Regions from separate parts of the Sus scrofa genome. Here region 2 is linked to region 1. A link is a contact called in public Hi-C data. All regions are on one chromosome and are shown on one strand. Each heading gives the region's core, a stretch centred on a gene start, on an enhancer-like site or on the middle of the called end of the contact. The rest is flanking DNA. Distances are from core to core; before and after follow the strand shown. Region 1 holds the start of PRRC2A (proline rich coiled-coil 2A). Region 2 holds the start of SLC44A4 (solute carrier family 44 member 4).

Region 1 (3,369 bases), core at 498-2,997:
GCCATTTTGTCCTCCTGCTGCCGGGCCTGCCTGCCCCTCCCCCTCCGATACTCCCACCCTGGGACCCGCATCTCCAACCCTTCTCTGAACGTAGCTTCCCCTTACCCACCCACCTTCCTGGCTTCTTTGGGCGACCTTCCCCTCCTGGGCCGTAACTCCTCACCCTCCTTTGCGGTCTTAGCCTCTCACCCCTATTTGTGGGCCCCCTTTCCAGCCTCCGGTCTGGGGTGGGCTATGCCTGACCGTTCTCTTCAAGACTGTCCTCCATAGTGGACCCCCTCCCATCACCCAGCGCTAGGGTCCCTCGTTCTTGACGCCCCACTTCGCGTCAGGTCACTCCCACTCTAGAACCCTGCTTTTATCCTGCATCTGTGCTTTCTACGTTCCTCAATCTCCTCTCTGCGTTTTTCATTTTTGCTATTCCCCATCACCTCCTTTCTATTTCAATCCCCATTTCTTCTAGTTCTCTTTACATTGCCCCCTTACTGTGGTCTGCACCCTTTTCCTATCCATCTTGCTTAACATGTATTATTTTCCACTTGCTTTCTTATTCTCTTTATTAGCTTTAATCTCTTCACTCCGCAATTCATCTCTTCCCCCTTTTTCTCATAAATTTATTTTCAGACTGGTCTTCTTAAATACTTACCAAGCAATCCCCATCTCCTCATTTAACTTGTCTTAAAGTTCTTGATTTCAGTTTTCATCCTGGTACTGTATGGATATCCCACCAACCCCCATTTCTTTCCTTTGCACCATTCTCTGTAAATGAATGCCTGGACACTCAGGAACTGACTGCTGATGCAGAGTTTGGCCTACCTGGGGAGCAGGGGGTATTAGGGAAAGAGAAGACTACCGATGGGCGTTTTTACTGGGGATAGGAAAATGAAGTTGGTTCTGGCCTTGGCTCCATGGTTACCTGATGTGCTTGAGTTGGATCCATAATGCTTTGTTTTTTTTCACATCTTCATAGGGTAAACCAGAGCCCACCAGTACTTCATGTGGAGACAGATTTTTTTTTTCCGGAGCTGGGATGGGGCAAGTGTAGGAAATGGTATATCCCAAGTACTTGGTTCTGTATAGCTTGGGAGTGTAGAGCCCCAATTGTTCCCTGAGGAGTTCTATGGCACCAGCCCCCAGTCTGGCTGAGCAAGCTCATAAAATCCTTAACTCCTGGCATACCTTCCTGCGAAGCTCCCCAAATGGGAGTGAGGCTTCTGGGAATGGAACCTGGGGCACAGTTAGGAAGCTGGTGTCAAGTAGGAGATCTAAAGCTTTGTTCCTTACATGATGGAGTTGTAGGTCTCTGGTTTTTTCTAGGCCTTGGGTTTGCCTTTTTTTTTTTTCTTTTTTTTATTGTAGGTCTACGAAATGATTTTGGTGGAGAGAGAAGAGCTTATTACTTGTGGGGATAATAAAAAGGATGCTACCCTTTATAAAGTGGCACAAAGAGGAGAGAGTTTATATTAGGAAAATACTGGATTTTTATTTGGGTTTTCTTGGCAAGAGGTGCCTTGGGGGGAAGAGGGAACATGGCATTTGGGCTCTGTTGGGAGCTCAGTTGATCGTGATTGCTTAAAAAGACCTGGGGTATTTGAATAGGCCAGAGGAAAAGATAAGCGAGGACCATATATCTGAGCTCCTGATGAGAATGAAAGGGTGCATCTAGGCTTTTGTTGATGTCTCTAAATGGAGCAGAGATGGAAACACTTGGTGTCTGGCCCACAGGCTCCGGCACGTTTTGGGGGAGGTGCCTGCAGGACCCAACGTACTCAATGAGCTTCCAGCGCAATGTCCGATCGCTCGGGGCCGACTGCCAAGGGGAAGGATGGAAAGAAGTATTCCTCGCTCAACCTGTTTGATACGTATAAGGGCAAGTCCTTAGAGATCCAGAAACCCGCTGGTGAGGGTCCTGCAAAGATGTTCCTAATTATTGGAGGCTGGGCATGAATGGGGTGTGTGTTTCAGAGCTCTTTGAAGGGAACCTATATCAAAACATTAGATGAACACTAGAGACTTTCCAGCTTTATCTTGGGTCCTGTAGGGGTACATTGCACTTTGGGTGAACACCAGTACCCTCCTACAAAGGCGTGTCTGTGGTTTCCTGTCTTTGGACACGTAAGAATTGGAGGCAAAGAAATATGGACTTGGAGACGTCTGGGGCCAGCTTGCTCCCTGCAGGCTCTAGTTCAACCATCCTACATAGAAGTATTGAATGTAAAGCATCTCTGCCTTCCTTCCTTCCTGATAGGATTTTGGAGATTACCTGGGGACAAAGAGAGGGAAGGTTTCTGAGAGAACTTTGATAATAAGACATTGAGAATGTCTAAATGGGGCCTGAGGTAGGATGCTCAGATCTTCAGTGTGAAGCATTTTTCACCTTCATCTTTTCTCCAGTTGCCCCTCGCCATGGCCTGCAGAGTCTCGGGAAAGTTGCTATTGCTCGGCGTATGCCACCCCCAGCCAACCTTCCAAGCCTGAAAGCCGAGAACAAAGGCAATGACCCCAACGTCTCACTAGTGCCGAAAGACGGAACAGGATGGGCAAGCAAACAGGAGCAGTCCGACCCCAAGAGGTAGACAGGCTTGGGGGACCTAGAGTTAAGGAGTACTTTAACTTTGGAGTTCCTATTGTGGCTCACTGGTAACGAACCTGAGTAGTATCCATGAGGATGTGGGTTCAATCCCTGGCCTGGCTCAGTGGGTTAAGGATCTGGTGTTGCCGTGAGCTGTGGTGTAGGTTACAGATGCTGCTCGGATCTGGCATTGATGTGGCTGTGGTGTAGACCAGCAACTGCAGCTTCGATTCCCCCCCTAGCTTGGGCACTACCATATGCTGTAGATGCAGCCCTAGAAAGACAGGGAAAAACCCCAAACAAACCATGAGTATTTGGACTTCAGAATGAATTGGGGCTTGGTCTGGCCTGGCCACATGAGAGTCAGAGACAAAGAGGGAAGACTCTCTTCTGCCTGTTGAAAGACTCCTGTTAGATGACTAAGGAATGGTTCCTTTAGCTTTCACACAGAAAGAAAGCTTGAAGAACAGATGACAGCCTATGGTATGGATGACAAGTTTATGGTATTGTATTTATAAACGGTAGCAAGGAAGCCTGGGATCAGTCTTTATCCTCCATCAGTTGGAGCAGCAGGGGAGCCAGAGCCATTTCAAGCTCTGGATGACCTTCCCATCCTACCATCCCCTCAGTTCCGATGCCTCAACCGCTCAGCCGCCGGAATCGCAGCCACTGCCGGCTTCACAGACGCCTGCCTCCAACCAACCGAAACGACCCCCAGCAGCCCCAGAGGTATCTGAAGACCTGGATGTTATTTAAGGTGTATGGGCAGGAATGGCTTGTAGCTCCTCACCTACATC
Region 2 (3,369 bases), core at 368-2,867, 230 kb after region 1:
TGAACTCCAGCCAGGCGGCCTTGGAGGGAGGGGAAAGGGCCGCCTTTATGGGTCATTAATGGCTCGAACCTCAAGGCCGCCAGGCAAATAGCCTTCATCTCCTTCCCCCACCCTGGCTCCGGAGTCTCCCTCCAGCTGGGGTGTGGGCTGTCTTCAGCCTTCCCAGTGGCTTTCACACCCCTATCCTTGTGGGCGCAGATTCAGAGCTTTTCAGGGAGGTCATAGCCCCTTCGGCATCGACCCCAGCCCCTTCCTCTACCCCCGGCCCCAAGCTAAGGGGAAAGACACTGGAACCGAAGGCATCCACTCCCCCAAGGCCCGGGGAGGGGAGGGGCCCCTGCAGACCCCCACCCCGAAAGGACTTCGGTCTGGTCTCCAGGCTACTGTCAGTCCCTGGGAGGGCAGTCCCGGTGACACCTGAGCCTGGCAGTTGAGATTGGGGCCACGTCCTGTTCCTGGTCCTCCCTGAGTACACACAGAGAGGGGGTGGGGCCAGGCAGCCAGGGTCCCCTGTGGGCATCGAGGAGGGAGGACAGAGGGCTGGGATGGGGTGTGGTCCATTGTCCCTGGTGCCCTGGACTCTGTCCCTCCAAGGTTCTCGGACATGATGTCAATGATTGACCCAAAGCCGCTCCGGGAAGCTGAAGCTTACGAGGCGCCCTCACTGCTCCCTCCCCTAATTCCCTTTGGACCAAGGAAGGCTTCTGGGAGGCCCCTCCTTTGGGTTCCCTTCTTTCCAGAGAGAAGTTCAGAACCCCAGACCCCAGGGGGCCTCGGCAGGCAACCCCCTAGCCTTCGATGCTCACAGGTGTCCCAGTGTCCTCTCCCTTCAGACTCCCGCCCCCCAACCCCAGGCCTGGGGACCCCTGGGCAGCCTCCCAGCCTTGTTCCTCACAGATTCTGGAGACAGGCTCCCTGCTCCCTTTCCTGAGGCCTTACCCTGCAGAGGACCCTCAGCAGGTGCTGCTCCCCATTCCTCTGTGTACACCCTCCTAACAGAGACCCTCGAGACAGGCCCCCAGCCCCCTCTCCACCAAGATCTGCAGCCCCAGCTCCTCAGAGGGACCCCCAGCACCCTGTCCCCTCAGAGACCCAGAGTCCAGGCCGAAACTCCTCCTCCTCTTGGGGACCGCAGCTGCTTCTCCTGACAGCTGCCTAGACCCCAGCTCACCCCTCCCAGGCTCTGCAGCACCTGACACCCCCAGCCTGAGCCCTTTCCCCTCCTCAGGACCCTGTCCCTGCCTCCTTCCGGTTCAGGCTCTGCTTCCCAGGGCCCTGCCTCCAGAGAACCAGAGTCCAGGGCTGATAGCACCCCCTCCTCCCAGGGACCCCAGATGCACTCCGGGAAGGCTCCCCAGCCATGGCTCCCAGCCCCAGAACCCCGTCCTCCTCCCAGGACCTTCTTCCATCAGCTCATTTCCTGGTCCCTCCCCTCTGGGACTACGGCTCCCCTCAGCTCCACTCCTTGGGGCGACCCCAGCACCGCGCCCCCCTCCCCATTCCCAGTGTAGCTCTCCCTTTCCTCACTGGAGCCCGAGCCCCCATCCCAGCCTGGCCCCAGCCTCACCGTAGGCCTTGTCTGGGTCCTGTTTTTCCCCCATGGCTCAGTCTCCGGAGTGATTGGAGCCTGGGAGACCTGGCAGCTCACCTGCCACCTGCCCCGCCCTCCCTCTGGCACGTCACAGCCCCACCCCTGCCTGTGGTCCCTGACACACTCTAGTTCCTCCTACTTGACTCTGAGCTGGAAGGCGAGCCTGGGATGGGGTCAGGTCAAGGCTACTTGCTCAGGCCTCAAGGACCACGACCTGAAGGACTCCCGCACGCTCTAAGAAAACCCTCCTCAATTTTGCCAACTTCCTCACTGGTTGTACACTCCCGCCCACACCCTCCCGCAAAAGATTAAGTGTCCAGATGAGATTTGGCCTTGACCAGAGATCCTGCACCCGGTCACCCCCTGCCCCTCCCCCGGGCGGCCAGCCGCACCAGCCACACCAGGCACACCTGCCCGGCCTGCTTCCCATCCTCACCTGCCCCTCGCACCCACGTTCCCTCTGGCTGCAACCCCTCGGCTTATTACAAACCCAACATTTATTGAGAACAAAGGAAACCAGTTAGCATAGGGCCCCAATTTCAATTCATCAAACTTCAGCTAAGGATGGGGAACAGGGGGGTGGCCAGCCCTGAAGTCACTCTCCCAGGGAGGAACCAGCTCTGGGAGAGAGGGGCTGTCAGACCTCCAGGGCCTGGCGGGGATCTCTGGCTGAGGAATGTGTGGAGGGGTGCAGGGACAGGAGACTGTGGCACCCCCAGGTGTGGGCTGTGGGCAGCAAGTAGCAGAGGTGGCTGCCGAGTTGGTGGCCGTCCTGGGGTAGGGAGGGGTGTGTGTGGTCCACTCTCAGGGGTTGACGGGGGGCAAGGAGCTGAGCTCGGGCAGCAGCTCGGGGTGGGGGTCCAGGCGGGCCAGGCGGCTCTGCTCCAGGGCGATGGCCTCCGCTGAGTGCTTGCACTTCTCAGAGCCACACTGGCAGGTGAAATATTTGCTTTTGATGTCCCAGAAGCGGTCACCATAGTCAAACCTGTCAGGGGAGCACAGGCGGTCTGTGGGACCCAGACCCACTCCGAAGCATCTGTCCCCATCTTCTGCGGGGCTCTGAGGCCTCCTATGCTCTCTGCACCTACAGCCCCAGCGCTGCCCAGGAGCTTGTTAGGAATGAGGACTCTTGGGCCTCATCCCAAACCTACTGACTCAAAACCTGTGCGGCTTGGGACTCTGTTTATGGCCCGTTTCAGAGAAGCTCTGCTCTAATCCGTGCCTGGAGAGCAGGCACTCTCCAGCCTTCCTGCTCTGGTCCCGGGCCGGCTGCCCCTCCCACACCCATGGCCGCGTCCCAGGCTGCCTCACCCCAGCTCCTCCCCGGTCCGGATGTCTCGTGAACTGAAGAAGGCAATGCGCGGAAATCGCAGGTCTTGGTGTAGCATGAAGACCCGGACGGGGATGATGTTGGGGTCACACAAGTGGTTGATGAAGCGGCTGATGTTGCCGTAGTAACGGGCATCGATGCAGTAGACTTCACCATCCTGAGGGGAGGGCGGCAGTCAGCACATCCACCACCCACCACCCCTCGAGCCCACCGACAGCCCGAGGCCCCTTCCAGTTTCCATCTGCTGGCCGAGAGGAGGTGATGGAGGGGTCTCCCGCCCACCTTGTTGTCCAAGTCGAAGAGATAAGAATCATCCTCTCTCACGTCAGCCTCGGCATCAGAGATCAGCTCTCCCACATACCTGTGGGCAGGAGGTGGTGGTGCCGGGGTTGAGGGGGGGTTCCTGGGAACAGGCTCTGGGCTGTCTCGCCTCACAACCCCACAACTC

The links. A called contact is a pair of places that touch in the nucleus more often than the background predicts.
Region 2: a Hi-C map of epiblast stem cells shows a contact between it and region 1, with 2.9 times the contacts expected there. The contact joins the promoter of SLC44A4 here to the promoter of PRRC2A in region 1. A contact is called at or near these places in 1 of 5 promoter capture datasets (fetal liver) and 1 of 47 Hi-C or Micro-C datasets (epiblast stem cells).

The regions. Positions count from the first base shown.
Region 1 is chr7:23,740,555-23,743,923 of Sscrofa11.1, forward strand. It overlaps PRRC2A (proline rich coiled-coil 2A), which reads left to right and starts at 1,748. Exons shown (of 32, transcript NM_001114675.1): 1 at 1,748-1,900; 2 at 2,395-2,572; 3 at 3,202-3,301. The coding sequence starts at 1,789.
Region 2 is chr7:23,975,613-23,978,981 of Sscrofa11.1, forward strand. SLC44A4 (solute carrier family 44 member 4) reads right to left here and starts at 1,618. Exons shown (of 21, transcript NM_001101818.1): 1 at 1,568-1,618. The coding sequence starts at 1,601. It overlaps EHMT2 (euchromatic histone lysine methyltransferase 2), which reads right to left. Exons shown (of 29, transcript NM_001101823.1): 27 at 3,204-3,282; 28 at 2,903-3,078; 29 at 2,071-2,576. The coding sequence ends at 2,396.